Regions from separate parts of the Gossypium hirsutum genome. Here region 2 is linked to region 1. Evidence: chromatin contacts called from public Hi-C data. All regions are on one chromosome and are shown on one strand. Each heading gives the region's core, a stretch centred on a gene start, on an enhancer-like site or on the middle of the called end of the contact. The rest is flanking DNA. Distances are from core to core; before and after follow the strand shown.

What was found. A called contact is a pair of places that touch in the nucleus more often than the background predicts.
Region 2: a Hi-C map of hypocotyl shows a contact between it and region 1, with 2.5 times the contacts expected there. The contact joins the promoter of LOC107912855 here to the enhancer-like site in region 1. A contact is called at or near these places in 6 of 34 Hi-C or Micro-C datasets (anther, hypocotyl, leaf and 1 more).

The regions. Positions count from the first base shown.
Region 1 is chrD11:20,022,751-20,025,450 of Gossypium_hirsutum_v2.1, forward strand. LOC107912858 (ATP-dependent DNA helicase Q-like 3) reads left to right here. Exons shown (of 20, transcript XM_016841211.2): 20 at 1-478. The coding sequence ends at 234. It also overlaps the pseudogene LOC107912857. Among protein-coding and RNA genes, the nearest start is that of LOC107912858, 12 kb to the left of the region's middle. Within about 2 kb of position 1,306, at least 5 of the 9 cell types and tissues checked have an H3K27ac peak or open chromatin away from gene starts, as enhancers often do.
Region 2 is chrD11:20,110,252-20,112,997 of Gossypium_hirsutum_v2.1, forward strand. It overlaps LOC107912855 (DNA-directed RNA polymerase II subunit RPB1), which reads right to left and starts at 1,255. Exons shown (of 15, transcript XM_041106430.1): 1 at 934-1,255; 2 at 435-698. The coding sequence starts at 1,017.

The DNA of each region.
Region 1 (2,700 bases), core at 56-2,555:
AAAAAAGAAGTAAATAAAGTTATTGGTGAACAACGTTGTGGCGACATTGAATCGAAGACTTCAGTAAAGGCTTCAACCCCGCAGATGCAAACTAAGCTGCCTGCAATTCCATCTTTCTCTCAGTTTGTAAACAGCAGAAAGTCGAAAGAGATGCAACAACCAAAGGCATCAGAGGAAAAGGAGCATCACCATTCACCCAATAAACATACGAAGAAGAGAATGAGGTTGAAGTAGGGTGTGTCCCAAGCCTTTGTGTGTTATTTTCATTTCATTTGGTTCAGTGTATATAGGACTGCAAAATCCCAATAGTTCCAGTTTGCTTCTAATATGTGCTTTTGACAACTTTTCCCTGTCCCAGAATGTATCTTTTTTTTCTTAGGGTTTAGGGCAATTGAAACTTTCATTATAGAAAAATTAATCGAGGTTTTGGCATCGTATGGCCTGGTATATAATATTGATCTCATTTAGTTCTGCTGGATCATCTTTTATCACAGCAACGGAAAGGACCGAGAGCAACATTAAGTTTTAATTTGAATAGGCAAAAGCGTCCGGCCTCCCGCTTGAGCATTGGAATTACATGGGGAATTAAGCACGGCATAAACTAACAAGAACAAACCACCACCACCACCAAAAAATAAATAAATAAATAAATAAATAAATAAAAACAACTAGATTATATGGTGAAAAATTTTATGTATTTATAAAAATTAAATATGACTTTGATAGAATTGGTAAAGTAAAAACAAGGGAGATTTTGGTGTCTTCGGTTTAAATGTATTATGAGCATGTATTTTTTTAAAATTGGGACTTAAGTGATGGGTGATACTTAGTTAAGGTTTTTTTTTTTTTTTCTGGTTGAAAGAAAATTAGATTTCATAAAATGCGAAATTAAAATATTATTTGATACATAACACCTCCTTACATATCAGCTACTAGCAAATTCTGAAAATTTAAAACATTCGAGGGAGAGGTAATTTGAAAAATGCTCCCTAGCTCAGCTAGTGCGTCTGCATAACAAGAGATTAGAAGTTAGTTCATTAGTCATAAAATGGATAATGGTGGTGGCATTTGCTTCAATTTCAATATTATCTAATTTTAAATTATTGCCAACTGAAGGCCGTTTTTGAGGGCTCGCAACTCTGCTTCCACATTGGTAGATCTTGGGATATGTCTATAAGATCCTGTAACCCAATTCCCATTACGGTCTTGTATAATGGCTCCTGCCCTCGCTTCCCTGGGTTTCTCGGCGATGACCCATTCATATTGAGTTTGTACCAATCCCTTTGGAGGGAGGGGGGGTTCCAGGTCACTAAGGTAAAGGGAGGGGAACTCTTTAAACTGTTGAGGAGATGACAACAAATTGCCCCGTCGTTGAAAAGATTCTTTCCTCAAAAGTCTTTACTGGATAGGAATCACCAAAAACACGAGCATTTCTTACCAACCATATCTCCTAGACGGAAAAAGCAAACAAGGCATTTCATGGTAGTCTCAACCTGTTCATACATATCTTTGAGGAGAGATTAGTGGAGAGGCAATCCTCCTAGCTAGGTGGAACCAAGGTGCTAGATTGGGCAATAGTGTGGAGATATTCTCGGAAGCGCTTTCTGATGGGGCAATCCCCAAAAAGGTAAGAGATCTCTTACCATGCACTAAAGCAAAAAGAGCAAAGATCCTCTACACTTAGTTTCCTCAATCAAAGGAAAGCTTTAGTGAGGTTAGCCTTAAGACTACGTTTCCACAAAAAAAAAAAAAAGTTCAACTTAGAAAGATTCTAACTTTTCAAATAAATCTCCACAAATCATTCTCGAAAAGAGAGGCTCAGGAATTTATACTCCAAAAAAGGGAGTAAACGTTTGCAAGTGTGAAACATCCGTCGGTTGATGAACTTTAGCATAAAGTATCATTACAATTGAAATACCGAAGGATGGAAGTGCTCAAAAATACTTCAATCATAAGTGAAATAATAGTATGAATGTAACTTTTTTTCAATATAACTTTTTCTTTATCTCATTGCATGTGAAAAACACTTGAATCATGAGTGACAAGAAACTTAATATCAAATTTGGTTTTCGGATTAATTCTTGAATAATCCTTATCCATTTCCCTTATTAGAAAACCTTCTATAGGAGAGAGTGAGAGGAAACAAGGGGGGAGATAGCAATTGTAACACTTAAAAACGGATTTGAAGGAAACGGTAACAAGAGTTACAAAAACTGGATAATCCCTCTCATCATGCATAATGCTGTACATCCCCCCCCCCCCCAACAAAAAAAAGGAAGAAAGAAAGAAAAAAAAGAAATGCATGTATGCATGCAGTGAGACAACACGTGTAATTCACAGCATCCTCCTCTTCACGGTGGAGAAGAAAGCATCAGAAGACTTGATGTTGCACCCATCTTCCCCCTCATCTGCAACCTATTTCAAAGGTAACTACCACGCTTAGAATTGTTTTCTTTGACTCCACTAATTACAATTCCTAGTTTCCCATGAATACCTTTACCTCTTTAGCTATTTGTTTAAGGATATCTATAATTTCAGAAAAGTTAGGTCTTTGGCTTGGGTCCTGCAGCCAGCATCTCTCAAGCAGTTCCCTTAGTCTTGGGTGAGTATGCTTGGGGATTGTCGGGCGTAGACTCTGTAAAATGATCCTTATCAAACAAATGATACTCCTCATTATTAGCACAATAAGTGAGTGTTTCA
Region 2 (2,746 bases), core at 5-2,504, 87 kb after region 1:
TTTAATGCAAACTGAATAATAAACACATAAGAGCATGCATAAATAGCAGGTGCAACAACATATTAAAACACAAATATGGAAACACGGAAATCATATTCATAACCCGAAGCAGTTGTAATTAAAAAAAAAGGATCACCTATGAAGCCAGATATCACTCCCTACCCGACAGTCAATATTTCATAGTCAAAAGTAAACCATTAAAACCTATCATTCCTTTTATATGCTTCACATCCAGTTTCTATTAATTCAAAATACCATATCTAACACTGCTCAAGTTACTCAAACTTCTTCAAACGTATCTATGTGTTCTTTACCTTAGATGGCAAGCGGGAACTAATTAATATTAAGCATCAAAAATTACAGGAAGTTATCAACCCACTAAAAATACGTTCAGCTTGAATTAAGGTAAGCAACCTAATCAAACATAGTAGTACCTCATCAGCGAGAATCTTGGAGCAATTGAAGCAGACACATCTCATAATACTAAGCACAGTTTTCATAAACCCAATATGAAACATAGGCTTGGCAAGCTCCAAGTGCCCAAAATGCCCTGGACACTCTGCCATGTTAGCCGTACACGTCTCGCACTTTAATTTCCTGTCAATCGTGCCCAGTCGCGGGTCACTTAAACCTCCTACTTTGGGTTTTCCTCTCTCCGTCGTTTCACTGTGCTCAATCTGCACCACTGACATTTGCCGCTGCAAAAAGGAAGAAAAAAACAAGGAAATAAAAAAGCGTACTTCCCCAATTCAACAAGCTCGAGTAACGAGTGAAAAAGAAAAAGAAAAAGAAAACGTCCCAGCAGTTTCATCTTGTATAGTATACGAAAGAAGAACCGCAAAGAAGTTACCAGTTAAGTACAAAGATTCTAGAGCAACCAAAAAGACTGCAAGAAAAAAGGAGAAAGAAAAAGTTGGAGAAATTGAAAATTACAATTTCGTCGGGGCTGAGGATGCCGAACTGGACCACGCGAACCTTGGCGACTTCCGCGGGAGAGTAAGGGAACCGCAAATCCATGGCGACCGGATGTGATAAGATACGGACCTAGATTATCTCTCAAGTAAACAATCAAGTTTATTTTTAACTGCAAACTGATTTCTGTTAGCTGCTCTTTTTAATGTTTTATTTTTCTTTGAACTCTCAGGATCTAATTTTGTCGGAAAGAAGCCCTCCCCCGAAGAGAAAGAGAGAGAAACTCTCAAAACAGAAGAATTGGGAGGCCCTGAGTGCTTATTTATAGACAAACAGGGAAGCCCTAGCCGACTTTTCTAGATGACTATAGTCAATGGAATGTGTTTAGCATCAGGTCAAAAATACCCCCTCCCTCAACCAAAGTCGGGTCGGTTTACTGTGAGACCCAGCCCAATTTTTTTTTTCTTTTTAATGTAAATATCATTATATTGAAGTAAAGGTGCATTGGTCAAAGTAAGCTGAATTATGAAACAAAATTATTACATACTTACTTAATAGAAGATTTAACTATTAATGCCAAATAATTAATCAAACTCATTCCTCCAGTGCGTTTTGCTAATCAATGTTCTTTGATTTACCAAATCTTGATTCTCATTATAATGGTAATAAAAGAGATAAGCTTAGGTAAAGAATTATCGACAATAAAACTCGAAATTAATATCAATTAAAAATTTAACTGCAAGTTTTATATCACTATATGAAAAACAATCTAAATACTTAAGTGTTAAAATTTCATGACGACAATCAGACGTAACAAACCAGAAAGCATGGTGCAACTCATCACTTTGTCCTATTAAGCTGTGTGCTGTGTGAATGCATCAATACAGGGTTGAAGGCCATATATTCCCTTCCATGTAACATGATAATTAATTGCTAGCATCTAGCCATCTACTTCTCACTAAGCCTTTGCCCATTAAGTGTGTGTTTGTTGGAGGCGTCTCTTTTGATATAATTACATTTATTCTCATTCATTTTACGGTTTGAGTCTAGTCATATTTAGGTGAGGCTGATTTTTAGGTAAAATTCTTCCAATAATATTAGCTTCAAGATTTGAACTTGATCCAAAATCTTAAAAAAAAGTGGAAGTATTTCTTCCAACCACTTGTAAGAAGAGGTGTCTCTTTTATATAAACTAGTATGGTTGTTACCACGCTTTCAATTAGGTTAATTATTTTTGAGGTTAAATTATAAAATAAATATTTGAAGATTAAAATATACTTTTAAGTTTTCGTACTTTTCATACATTTGAAATTTAGTTTTCATACTTTTATTTTTAAGAATTTAGTCCCTCTATTTTTTTAATTTAAAAATTCATATTCAATTATTAATACCAATAAATACTCCCGTTAAATTCGTTGGTATGACATGTTAAATTTTTTTTTTAAAATACTCATTTTAGTAGCTATATAACAAAAAATGGCATTGATTTAATGGACTTGAATTTAACAAATAATTTTTGGGTAAACTAGACCCAAGGTCACTAAACTATTAGTAAGTTTACATTTTGGTCACTCAACTTCAAAAGTTACAAAATTTTCTCTAAACTATTCGAAAGTTTTCATTTAAGTTATTGGGATATTAAAATCACAGTTGTATGCCTATATCAATCAAAAACTCTTCTTCCCCTTCTCTTCTATAGTTCAGTTTTTTTTCATAAAATAGCTTTGAACATCATGACTCTATGAACCAAAATCCAAATACCTTTCTTCTCTGACCTCTGACACTGATCGTCGAATAGATTTGGATCTAAGATATGTTCTTCTACTCATAGATA